Linked DNA regions of Mus musculus: region 2 is linked to region 1. A link is a contact called in public HiChIP or PLAC-seq data. All regions are on one chromosome and are shown on one strand. The core of a region is the stretch at or near the end of the contact, and the rest is flanking DNA. Distances in the headings are between cores, read along the strand shown.

Region 1 (6,652 bases), core at 1,702-4,201:
TTGTGAGGCACCATGTGGATGTGGTTGCTGGATTTGAACTCAGGATCTTCAGAAGAGTAGTCAGTGCTCTTACCTGATGAGCCATCTCTCCAGCCCCCATCATCTGTAACTTTATCTGACAAGCTCTTCTGATCTCTGTGGGCACCAGGAACACATATGTGCACACAAGAAAAACACATAAAAATGAAATAAATCAATCTAAAATAAAAATTTTAAAAACTGGGCTGGAGAGATGGCTCAGTGGTTAAAAGCACTGACTGCTTTTCCAACCGTCCTGAGTTCAATTCCCAGCAAGTACATGGTGGCTCACAACCATCTGTAACGGAATCTGATGCCCTCTTCTGATGTGTCTGAAGACAGTGACAGGACAGTGTACTCACATACATAAAATAAATAAATAAATCTTAAAAAAACAAAACCAAACCTTCCATCTTTGCTTCATCCAAACAAAACAACAAAAACACCTCAGTTGCACAGAGCCAGCAAAGATGACTTCACAGCTAGCCAAGATGGGTAGGAAGCTAGCTGGTTAAGAATACTAAATATGGGGGCTGGAGAGATGGCTCAGCGGTTAAGAGCACTGACTGTTCTTCTGAAGGTCTTGAGTTCAAATCCCAGCAACCAAATGGTGACTCACAACCACCTGTAATGAGATCTGCCGCCCTCTTCTGGTGTGTCTGAAGATAGCTACAGTGTACTTACATATAGTAATAAATAAATCTTAAAAAAATACTAGATATGGAGAAAGACAGGGGTGTATAATTGTATTAATATTAAAAATGTTAGCTATGAGAGCTGGAGAGATGGCTCAGTGGTTAAGAGTGCTTGCTGCTCTTGGAGAAGACCTGAGTTAGGTTCCCAGCATCCATGTCAGATGGCTTACACGTGTAACTCCTAACTCCCCTCTAGAGGATTTGATACCCTCTTCTGACCTCCACAGGCACCCATACCGGCATACACCCACATGCACAAATATGAGCACATATGTAATTAATTAAGACTATTTTTTTTTCTCTTTTTGAGACAGCATTTCTCTGTGTATCCCTGTCTGACCTGGAACTGGCTCTGAGATCAGGCTGTCCTCAAACTCACAGAGATCTGCCTGCCTCTACCTCCCAAGTGCTGAGATTAAAGGCATATGCCACCACTGCCCAGCTTAAAAATAAAATCTTAAAAAGTATATACTAGATGGACAAATGGATAAAATTGCTTGTTGCCCCATCCTGATGACTTAAATTCAATCTCTGGATCTGATCTCTACACATATGCACACATGAAACACAAAAATACTTAATTATTTTTAAAGAATTCTAGAGAAGTCCAGAAAAATAAAATTAAATAAATGAACAAATACTAGGTAAAAGCCAGGAGTGATATACAGACTTGTAATCCCAAAGGCTCAGGAGACTTAATCTTTGAGTTTTGACTCCAGACTGGTTTAAAACAAGATTTCTGTCCAAAATGAAACAACAAAAAAAAAAGCTGGGGAAGCAATATGACTGCAGTTAAGTGGCAGAGAGCTTGCCGACATGCCCAAGGCCCTGGGACCCTAAACAATAAACTGCCTGGTAAGTTAGGAGTGCATGTTGGCTGGCATAAAGGACAAAATCAGAAAATGTTACAAGCAAAGGTTATCCAAAGAGTGAGCCAGGCATAGTTTTGCAATCCTGTGACCCCAGCATTCAGGCAGCTAACACAGGGTTGAGTGTTTAAGGCTAGCCTGGGGGTAGGGGTTACAAAGAGAGACCCAGTCCATCACAAAACAAAATCAAGGGCAGCTAAACTGAGCTGAGAAATGTTGAGGAAGATTAAAAGCAAAAGGAGTATCTTGAAGTGGCAGATGGTCGAGAGTTGGGCTGTTTAGTGTGAGATCTAAAAAATGGATATCCTGAATTCGTAGGGGGTCTAGAACTAAAGGAGCAATGAGGAATTTGGATGGCTGTGCCTGAGTGGGTGACCTAGATCTAAGGGGTTTAAGGCAGCCAGACGGAATGGATAGTTGACCAGGGGATAGTCAAGACCTTGGCAGCAAGATACAACTAAGAGGGTGGATGGGCATCTGAAAGGTGTCGCCCTGGCTGAGGAGCCTGGTGTTGGGGTAGCCTTACTGGGGGGGGGGGTGGGGGGTGGGGGGGTGGAGAACTAGGTCTAAAGGGGCCAAGGCGACCTCTGGCAGGAAGACTGGGGTCTATAGCCAAATCTTTGGTAATAGGCAGGAAGGCAAAACTGGGGTGGTGAGCTTAGGGACATGGGCAAACCAGGCTGGACAGGCAGGGGTCTCCTTCACCGGCCCTGAGAAGGCAACAGCGGCCTAAGAGGCCACCTGAGCCTGAGGGGCTGACTGGGGCTGACTGGGGCTGACGGGCTGAGGCGGCGGTCCGGGAGTCAAACCAGAAGGCTATCTGAGAAGAGAGCGTCCGTGCGGCTATGTCGGCGACGTCTCTGCATTTGGCCCCATCACCTGAGGCAACTGCGAAGCGAGTTCTGGAACCTCAGGTCGGGCAGGAAGGAGCAGCTCCGTAGTGAGCCCGGTCGCCCCACTTGCCTGGCTCGCCTGAAGGCCGGGCCTGAGGGGGACCGCCTCCTGGGCGTGGTCTGCCATTAAGCCCCGCCCCCTAGGCGCGCCTCTGACGGCGACGACGTGCGCGGCTCCGGCCTAAGTCCCCTCCTGCGTCCGACCTCGCCTTTCCCGACTCCTCAGGAGCGCTAGTTTTCCCACGTTCTGGTGATTTGCTTTCCCTTAGTGTCCGCAACTCAGTTTCCCTGTCTCTGCCCGGCGAGCCCTACTGTCAGAGTGCACTGCCCCTTTAACTAGAGTGACCCGGGTGGCTCCTTCCCGGGACAGCGCGTGCCCGCTCGCCCGTCCGCGCGCGCGCCCGTCCGTCCGTCCCCCGCCCCTCGCTCCCGCCCCAGCTCGCGCTGCCCGGGCGGGCGCCGGCCGCTGGCGCCGCTTCTGCTGCCGCCCCCGGGGCGCGATCCGCCGCCCGCCGCCCGGGGACCCGGCGAGGGGCGGGGGCAGCCCCGAACTGGCCCCCGGTCTCTCCCTCGCCGGTCTTAGGCATCCCAGAAAGTTTGTCCCTTTGCTCTCCGCCGGGGAGTCCTGCCGCGACGAGGTGAGAGCCGGTGGGGGGCAGGGAGGGGACGCCCGCGGAGGAATGCGCTGTGGGGCGGGGAGCCGGAGTTCCGAGGTCCCGATTGCACGACCCGGCCAAGCGGGCTAGGCGCGAGAGCTCGGATCATGTGCTATTTATCCCGCGGAGGCGCAGAGAGGTGCCAGGCCCCGGGCAGCCGTCGGTTGGCTGGACTGGAGGACCAGGAACTCATGGCCGCCCAGAGAGGACAGGCGGGGGCTTGTTGGAGACCTGCCAGTGGGCAAGGTGCAGGTGACCCGAGACCCCCTTTGGAGTCGGTCTGCCCCACCTAGCCTCCTCCCCAGTGCGCCTTTAAAGCAGGACCTGCAGACCCTGCACCTACTCCCTATATCTTTACCCCGCTGTACCCTATTCTTGCCACCCAATTCCTTGTTTTCTTAGCTTCGGACGAGTCATATTGCCTGTCCACCCTGGTGCCCTTCCCTCCCCTAGTTAGGGTTTTGGGGGTCAGGACTAGTCTTCCTGAGCCAGTCTCTGTGATTTCGGCTACTCCCTTCCTGTGGTGGGATAAACCAGCCCCTTCACTCCTCCCCTGCTCTGCCTAGGAAGGCTGGGGAGGTGAGGCCCAAATAGCATGACAGAAATTGGCGGTCTTTGGGGGCTACAGGTGGGAGTGCAGCATCGTTGATCTCTTTCTTTTTTTCTTTTTCTTTTTGAAGTCTTCACCCTGCTATCCGTGGGCGTGGGCTGCTTAGACTCTCCTCCTAGGGTGTGGGCACCCGGATCACCCACATTCCTAGGCTGCAGCCTGGCACTTTCCCCAGGCTAGTGGACGCCATAGCACTAGCCCCAGGTTGGGTTAGGACCAACCTGTTTCCTTTTCCCTTGGCTTTCCTTTCATGAAGCCCCCCTCCTTGGGTGTAGCCCCCCCCCTGAAGATACAGGTATTCTGGGTCTCCCTGCGAGGAGTCCTGGGGGGGGTGTTGATATTATGCATACAGGATGACCCCACCCTCCCCTGCCCATTGTCCTGGATCCTGAGGAGGAAGTACTGGGGGCTGGGCAAGGGGTTTGGGGATCACCAGCAGGCCCTGTGAGTCCTTGTTACAGGCTGTTCCACTAGCCCTTGGACTTTGCCAATCAGTAGTGGCCCTGCCTCGTGTGGGGGTTGTCAGCTCTATGTGAGAATTGCCGACCCTGGAGAAGAATTACAGATTCCAGTTTTATGACTGGGTTTTTTTGTCTCCTCTTACCTGTCTGTCTTCTGGGTTTCCAGTTTGTGCTTTGGCCCCAGAGCCCTCACTCTCTGTCTTCTCAATATCTCTGAGTCTCTCTTTCCTTTTCTTCTGTCATTCTTTATTTTTATAGCCTGACCTCAATCTTGTCTCTTGTCTGATTCCTCTCACTTTCTTGGTGTCTGTAACTTTCTGTCCCTCCTCTTCCCTTCCTGCCACCCTCAGCATCTCTGCCCATGTGTTCTTCACACTGAATCACCCTCTGTCCAATCTGTGTTTCATTCTCTCTCTCTCTCCTCTAACTGAATGCTCAGTACACTTGCAAGTGACTAGGAATAAAAATATCACTGTCTCTGCCCTTGGATTCACATTGCGTTCAGCCACTCCAGAGGGGCAGCTTATCCTTAGCTTTCCTAACACATCCCTCTCCCTTGCCCTCTAAACACAGAACCCCAGACAGACCTTTGGAGCTACAGGTGCCTCCTGACTACTCTTCCCCCACAATCAGGGTTTCCCTTACAGCCCTGCTGGTGTGGCCAGGCCCCAAGTGTAGGATGGGGCTCCCCATACGCGGGCCGGTGGCAGCCAGAACTGATACAGCCCCGCTGATCTGGGGCCAGGACACCAGGTAACTCTGGGGTGATGGCCCAAGTCCCTGCAAACTGGGATCTGGTTGGGGAGAGAGAGGCAGGACTGTTTTTGGGAATGACATTTGGGAGGAAGGCCAGCAGAGCAGCAGCTGAGGGGCTGGGTACCCTAGCTGGGATGGAGACATGGATTCCAGAAGCAGGAGGCAGTGTCGAGTTTTCCCAGGGGCTTTGACCACCCCCTTGTTTTCTGTCCTCCAGCTGAGGAGGGCAGGAGATCCTGGAAGCTATGGCTGGAGCCTCCGTGAAAGTTGCAGTGAGGGTTCGGCCCTTTAATGCCCGTGAGACCAGCCAGGATGCCAAGTGTGTGGTCAGCATGCAGGGCAACACCACCTGTGAGTGAATCCAGAGGCCTAGCTGGGACATCAGAGGGGAGGCCAGGCCTCTATGCTGGGCACAGAGCATGTGCTAGCTGGGGGGGGGGGGGGGGAAGGCTGGCCTTTCCATGTTCCTGTCCCGGGGAGGGGGAATGTTGGCCAGCAGCCCTCCGTTGCCCAATCCAGGGAGGCAGCTCAGTGGGGGCGGGTCCTGTGAAGCCAAAATTAGCTTTGGTGGCTGGAGGGGGTGGGGATTATTAAAGGGAAGAAATGAGTTAGGACAGAGGTGGGGAGTGGGATCCTGAATCCTCAGGGCTTATGGGAAAATGGGCAAAGGTTGAGAGTGCTTGACTGTGGCTTTTCTTTCTTTGTATTCGCAGCCATCATTAATCCCAAACAGAGCAAGGATGCCCCCAAAAGCTTCACCTTCGACTATTCTTACTGGTCGCATACTTCGGTGAGGTGATTGGGGCTAGAGAAAGAGCTTAGTTAGCCCTAGGAGACAGGGGGTTTGGGTCCTGAGAAGTGGGGGTACTGCTGGGAAATATGACTGGATTGGGAGGAGAAGTACCTCTGGGTGCAGTGTGTACTCTTGAGTTGTGTTTAGAACCTAGAGGGGGATCATTGAGTCTGCCCAGGTAATCAAGACCAGCATTGGGCCGGATCAGAGGGTTGGTTCTGATAAGAATGGTGTAGTCAGGGTGAGGGCACATCAGACCTTTGGGCAGTCAGAGCCGTCAGGATGTTTTGGTCATATACACAAACTAATCCAGGGCTCCTGCTGTCTTTTCTCTGCCCTCCTTCCACCTAGGTGGAGGATCCGCAGTTTGCATCTCAGCAGCAGGTGTACCGAGACATAGGAGAAGAGATGCTACTCCATGCCTTTGAAGGCTACAATGTGTGCATCTTTGCCTACGGGCAGACGGGGGCTGGGAAGTCCTACACCATGATGGGGCGGCAGGAGCCGGGGCAGCAGGGCATTGTGCCTCAGGTACATGCTGGGTCCTAACTGGGCAGCCAGGGAGGAACGTCGTCAGTTGCCACAGAGAAGAAGGCTATCTGGGGCTGTTTGTGACTGGAAATGAGATAGATATAAGGCTTGGCTGCAACCTAATACCCAAGGCCCTTTTGGGAGAGAGGCTTTGCACCCACCAGGACAGCAAGGCTCCATGAGAAGAGCCAAGGCGTTAACACTGGAGGAGCTGTGGCTTTTGTTTTACTTTGATGTATACTGTTTTTAGTATGTTCCCTATGGACTTCTGTATTGCAGATGGTGCCAATTGTAGCTGTGAATAACTGAGAGTTGTCCATAATTCTCTGTGGCTATGCACTGTAGTGGCCTTGCACATAGACAACAGTAT
Region 2 (6,633 bases), core at 3,494-5,993, 760 kb before region 1:
TGGGAGGAAGTGGAGGTGGGTAGAGAAAGGGGAAGGCCTTGGCAGACTGCTCACAGTTCCAGGGAAGGCAGCTAAGAAGTGAGTGGGACGGAGGGAGGGAGTGGAAGAGGAAATGACAGAGGTCAAGGTATGTGCCAATCCAGCCCCTGAGACAGGAGATTGCAGCCATTGAAAGAGAGGAAAGAGAGCCTGGGAGGGTAGGTCGAGCATGCCTTTATCCCCAGAATTTGGGAGGCAGGGTTAGAAGGAGCTCCACCAGATGAAGACTAGCGTGAGTCCTGGATACTGAGTCCCAGGCCAAGAAGAAGAGCTACATAGCAAGATGCCATCTTAGCTGTTCTTCTCCCACCAGGGGAGAAGGATGAGAGGGAAAACCATTTAGGCAACAAAAGGCAGGTTGGAAAGGAAGGTCGCTGGAAGTTTGTGCTATGAGGGCACGGAAGTGACGCCAGCTTCTTCTTCTTCTTCTTTTTTTTTTTCTTTTTTGGTTTTTTGAGACAGGGTTTCTCTGTGTAGCCCTGGCTGTCCTGGAACTCACTCTGTAGACCAGGCTGGCCTGGAACTCAGAAATCCGCCTGCCTCTGCCTCCCGAGTGCTGGGATTAAAGGTGTGCTCAACCAATGCCCGGCCCAACTTCTTAATCACTGAAATATTTTAAATAAATGCCACCAAGCTTCCCCTGTGCTTTGCTAAGCCTTGGCATCCAGAGGAGAGTGTTCTAAACGTGAGGCTCTGAGGAACGACCAGGAGTGGGTGTTTGTGGTCAGGTGCTGGGAACCTAATTCAGTGAGAGGGGGAGAGAGGGGGACTTTAGCTTGTCTCGGCGTCTTTTGGAGATGGGGAGGACTCGGGATGAAAGACACAGGTTTGAGAGCCATCAGAAAGTGGGTGCTTGGAGCCAGTAAGCTGGCTTGTCAGGTCAGGGCATTTACTGCAAAGCTGACCACCTGAGTCTTTCCCACAGGACCCACGAGGTGGAAGGAACGAGCTGATTCCTGAAAGTCACCATCTGATCTCTGCATGTACTCTGGCATGTGTTCCTCCAGGAAGCGAGTGTAATTTAGAAAAAGAACTGCAGCAAGGGCATGGTGGAGCATGGGAGGCTGAGGCAGGTAGATCTCTGTGAGTTCAAAGCCGGCAAGGTCTTAGTCCAGGGTAGCCAGGGCTCTGTTACACAGAGACAGCCTGCCTCAAAAGACCAAGAATAAAATAAAATAAAATAAAATAAAATAAAATTGCATTTTGCCTGCCAAGTATGCAAGTGCATTACCTGCTTGCAGGGCCTGAGGACATCAATAGAGGGCGACAGATCCCCTGGGACCTGAGTTAGATGCTTATGGGCTACCATGTGGATGCTGCAAACCAAATCCATGGGATTTTGTTGTTGTTGTTGTTGTCGTTTTGTTTTAACAAGAGCAGCAAGCACTCTTAAACACTGAGCCATCTCTTCAGTCTCTAATAAATGTGATTTTGGGGGGGGTGGGGGGGTGGGCAGGGTCTTTCCGTATAACCCTGGTTTTCCTAGAACTCACTATGTATACCAGCCTGGCCTCAAACTCCCAGAAATCCATTTGCTTGTGCCTTTTGAATGCTGGGCTTGAAGGTGTGTGCCACTAAGCCTAGCCAATAAATATGAAGAAAGTCATCAGCAGAGCCAGAGACTAAATACGACGACAAACAAGAGATGGGAGAGCACAGCTAGGCCTGACGACACTAGAGATGTGAGACTGGGGGAGAACAAGCTGAATGGGCAGGGAGCTTGGGTTGTGGAAGGGGTAAGTGTTGGGAAAGTCTAGGAACTCACTCAGTACCTGAGGCAGGAAGGTCAAGAGGTCAAGTTCTACCTAGATTTCAGAAAGAGTTAAAGGCCAACTTGAGCAGCTTAATGAGACTCAGTCTTCAGAAGAAAAAAAAAATATAAAAAATGGGCAGGAAAGTTCGGGTATATAGCTCAGTGGGACAGTTAGCCAGGAAGAAAAAAAGTCATCCACAAATATCTTAGGTGGAAAAAAAAAAGAGCCTCTGCTTCATAGTAGCACATATCTTTAATCTAGGCACTCAAGAAACAGAAGCAGGTGGTTCAAGGCCAGCCTGGTCTCCAGAGAGAGATCTTATCTCAAAACAACCAAACTGAAAAACCAGTTAAACAGTTTGAGAGGCTGGGTTATAGCTCAACGGTAGAGTGTTTGTCTAACATGTGCAAAGCCCAGCGCCACAACCCATTTTTTAAAAAGATTTATTTATTTATTTAATATATGTGAGGAATCACTGTGTTCAGACACACCAGAAGAGGGCATCGGCTCCCATTACAGATGGTTGTGAGCCATCACATGTGGTTGCTGGGAATTAAACTCAGGGCCTTTGAAAGAGCAGTCAGTTCTCTTAACCACTAAGCTATCTCTTCAGCCCACCACAACTCATTTTTATTTTATTAAAAATAGTTGCCGGGCATGGTGGCGCATGCCTTTAATCCCAGCACTTGGTAGGCAAAGGCAGGCGGATTTCTGAGTTCTGGCCTCGAACTCAGAAATCCGCCTGCCTCTGCTTCCCAAGGGCTGGAATTAAAGGCGCGCGCACCACTGCCCGGCAGACTTATTTATTATTATACATAAGTACACTGTAGCTGTCTTCAGACACACCAGAAGAGGGCGTCAGATCTCATTATGGGTGGTTTTATGGGTGGTTGTGAGCCACCATGTGGTTGCTGGGATATGAACTCAGGACCTTTGGAAGAGCAGTCAGTGCTCCTACCCACTGAGCCATCTCACCAGCCCCCAGTTTCTTAATCTTAATACAAAAAGGGCTCACCTCCGCTTGTGGGCTTCCTCTCGTTCTCCCACTCATTATTCAGCCCACATCTGAACTCCTCCGTACCTTTGACACCTTTCTGAGTCTTCTGTTACAGCAGTGAGATTGCTTTCCTCAACTAGGATCTCTCTCTTTTCGGGGTCAGGGTTAGAGTTAGAAGCTTTAACAGTATAAGGAAGCGGTCATTTCTGCGCACCTACTGCCTCCCTGGAGACTTGGTTCTTTTCTTGTCTCTTCTCTTTTTGTATTCACTCTGCCTGATGCCCTAAAAATTCCAATCCTCAGCTCTTAAAGGACCAGAGGGGTGCGGTGGGCAAGTTTGCTGTTGAAATTATGACTAGGTGGACCCCAGGAGAGGCCAGCAGAGGGCGCGCTGGGACAGGGAGAGAGATCATACGGGGCTATCCGCGTAGCGGGCACCGCCAGAGCTCACTTGGGGAGCGCGGACAAACTCAGCGGCTCACTCGTGCTACTCCCAGTGGGATAAATATGATCTCTGTTTAGTGTCGCCCATGTCCTCTCATGTGAAGGAGGCGGCCCTCGGAAAGAGTGACTTAGAGCCGTCTGCAGATTGGGAACCAACACTTATTCTGATCGGTGATGCGTTGTTCCAGGTGCTGAGACAAAAGAGTTACTGCTGTGGCGTTTACTGCCTAATGTGTGTTCAGAACATTAAAGGAAATAAAGGGTCAAAACCATTTCATATTTTTTAAAAAGTCACGATAAGATAGGTTAGTTGATACTTGAAGAGACACTCCTCCCACCCCCGGCCACGAGACGCAAAGATAGCAAGTTTTAAGCAAACAGCTTATACAAAGCTGGTCCTGCAATCCTGAACCTAAGAAAATCTGAAGTACTTGATGGGAGACACCAGAACTGCGGCAAGAGGGTCAGGAGGCCAGAGAAGGCTTAAAAGGACTTTCCTGGAGCAAAAATAACGAACTTTAGTTTGTTTAACACATGAGCTCTACCTGGCCTCAACTAGTGAATCTTCCTTCCTTGGCTTTCAGAGTGCTGGAATTACAGGTGCTATCTACCATACATAACCTATAAAGAAGGTATCTTAGGGTGTTGGCTACATGTATGGATATTTTATTAAAACTAAGAAAAGAGCTGCGCTTTGTTCTAAATCTGTAAATGTTGCTTTGTTTCTTTTTTTCTCATTTCTTGAGACATTGCCTCTCAGTGTAGCCCAAACTGTCCTGGAACTCACTATATGATCCAAGCTGACTTCGAACTCAGTAAGGCTGCACTGGGGAGGCGAAAGCAAGAGGATCAGGAGCTCAAGGCCAGGCTGTGCTACACAGACCTTGTTTCAAAACATAAAAACGAGAGGTTTCTGCTTGTGACAGCCACTGTGCCTGCCCTGGAGTGTGCGTGGACGTTCTGTGTGGGAAGGTACCCAGGGCGGTAGTGGGTGGAGAGTTCGGGCACCGACCGTCTGAAGAGTGGAGGTCAGCGGGCCCCCCTCACTGCAGAACCGCGGCTGCCGGCCGCTACCCCCACCCGGGTCGTCAGGGGCAACCTTGGAGGCTCGCCCCGGCCCCGCCTTGCGCACAGAAACCAGGTGGCCGTTGAGGCGCCACCAGCCGGTTTGATTTCCCGCGGCCGGTGGAAAGGGGCGGAGGGGGAGGGGAAATGAGCCATTAGCCAATGGGCTGGGCCGAGGGCATCACGTGGCGGCGGGGAGGTGGGGCTCAGGTGTACTTACGGAGTTGCGGGAGGGGGCCGCAGCTTTAGAGCGGAGTCCGGGAGGCGGGGCTGGCGTGCGGGCCTGGGGGGCTGCGCGGCTACGATTGGCCGGCGGCCGGGAGGCGGGACCTGAGCGCGCCGCTTCAGCCGACTGCGATTGGCCTCGGCTCAGGGCCCGCGGCAGGCGTGCGGGCGAGGCTCGGGGCGCGAGGACCGAGCCGGGTGGCCGGTCCGCGAGCCGGGGGGAGGGGCCGGGGTGGTGGTGGTGGCAGCGGCGGAGGAGGCGGTGGCGGCGGGGGCCGGTACTGGACCCGGCGGGATGAGCGAGGCGGAGGCGTCAGTGGTGGCGACAGCGGCCCCCGCGGCGACGGTGCCCGCGACGGCGGCGGGGGTGGTAGCGGTGGTGGTACCGGTGCCCGCGGGAGAGCCGCAGAAAGCAGGCGGCGGGGCGGGCGGCGGGGGCGGAGCCGCCTCTGGCCCCGCTGCTGGGACCCCCTCAGCGCCCGGCCCTCGCACCCCTGGCAACCAGGCGACGGCGGCCTCGGGGACTCCCGCGCCCCCGGCCCGGAGTCAGGCGGACAAGCCGGTGCTGGGTGAGGGGGGGGCACGCGCTAGGGCGGCTCTCAGGGTCGGCGGGCTGGGGGAGGGGCAGCGGGGTCTGGAAAGCCGAAGGTAGGCCTGGCCCGAAGGACTAATCATAACTAGTCCCGGAGCTGCCGAATAAACTATTAGTGGATTCCGCTGGAGGGAAATCTTGCCGCACCTTCATGAGCCGGAGGGCGGGGCAGGCAGGTTCAGCTAAGGCTTTGGGTAGGAAAATAAAAACCTCCGGGTCTGGCCACACCCCTGTTTGCGGGATACTTGGTGTAGTTGACTCCGGTTCTTGTTAGGTAAACCTCTGAGCTTGGGAGGCAGGTGGATGGGGTCTCTTAAATTTAGGAGGGCTAGAACGGCTGTTGAGTTTTGACCCTGAGGGTGGACCAGGTGAGTACCCGGTTCTAGGTGAAAGACCTGAACTCCGTAGGATGTGAGGAACGTGGGTTTGAGAGCCTGAAACCCCCCTGTGTGTTTTTCCACTTAGAAAGAGGGTTAAGAGTACTTTGACACTTCCAGCGAAGTCTGGTTGACTCGCAGCTTATTAGGGAGGCAGGTTAGGTTTTAGCTTAGTTTTCTCTCAAAACTCAGCCCAACTCCCGTCTCTTCCCCCATCTTACTATCCCCACTGCATCTCTGCCTGGCAGCAATCCAAGTCCTGGGCACAGTCAAATGGTTCAACGTCCGGAATGGTTACGGATTCATCAACAGGTATCCGAGGAACCCAGGGAGGGGGAGGAACGGGTGTCTTTTTCCGAACTGACCTGTGGGATTGGACACCTTATTTCATCTCTACCCCTGCCAAGGCACATGGTTGTGATGTCCAGCTGAGGCTAGTTGAAAGTCTTTAACCACAACACAAATGTATGCTTACTGGCAAGGAGAGGCTGCACCCACATCTTCAAGGGCAGCAGAGGCTTAATGATCCAGGAACTTGGCAAACCTGCCCCTGACCTTCCCAGCTCTTCTGTCTCACCTTCTGGAGTTGCTGCATTATTTTTAGCATGCTGTGTGCCTTTGGGGTAGAATGTTTGGGGCTCCTGGTTGGAGTCCTCACTGATTTCCTGGTTTAGGGCAACACTACTGGCACCCTCACAACTTCTATCCCTTAAAGAGCTGTGGCTCATTTGAACCACGCACCACCCACCCCTAAAGGATAGAACTGAAGCTGGTGTGTGCGGAGCAAGAGAGCGCCTGCCCAGGCTGAGAAGGCTTTGCTTCAGCTGCAGCCCCACCCCTTCCAAGCTCTGGGAAAGGCTGGAGCAGATTCTGACCTAGTAGAGCCAGCACCCCCCCCACACACCCCACCCCCCGCCCCCTACTCTGGCCTTCCCCTGCTCAGGCACCCTGCCCAGCCAAGCCCTCCTGGGAGCCTCAGTTCCCTCTTTACAGGCTGACCTTTGTGCAGATCCAAGTTCTTTAAAACTAGAACATTTGTTCTAGGGATGGCAGCTTCCTGCAAGGAGTCCTCCTCTCCCCTGTCCTGGGACTAAACCAGAGTCATAGGCAAGGTGGTGACAGAGACTGAGAGTATGTCCT

The links. HiChIP or PLAC-seq counts read pairs in DNA pulled down with a chosen protein or histone mark.
Region 2: a contact with region 1 is called in an HNF4G HiChIP or PLAC-seq map of pancreatic cancer cells. The contact joins the promoter of Ybx2 here to the promoter of Kif1c in region 1. A contact is called at or near these places in 1 of 39 promoter capture datasets (cranial neural crest) and 1 of 115 datasets of contacts at active chromatin or transcription factors (pancreatic cancer cells).

The regions. Positions count from the first base shown.
Region 1 is chr11:70,697,597-70,704,248 of GRCm38.p6, forward strand. Kif1c (kinesin family member 1C) reads left to right here and starts at 2,952. Exons shown (of 23, transcript NM_153103.2): 1 at 2,952-3,113; 2 at 4,776-4,955; 3 at 5,176-5,309; 4 at 5,672-5,748; 5 at 6,103-6,282. The coding sequence starts at 5,204. Inca1 (inhibitor of CDK, cyclin A1 interacting protein 1) reads right to left here and starts at 2,559. Exons shown (of 7, transcript NM_001252484.1): 1 at 2,462-2,559.
Region 2 is chr11:69,931,156-69,937,788 of GRCm38.p6, forward strand. Ybx2 (Y box protein 2) reads left to right here and starts at 4,744. Exons shown (of 9, transcript NM_016875.3): 1 at 4,744-5,093; 2 at 5,742-5,805. The coding sequence starts at 4,820.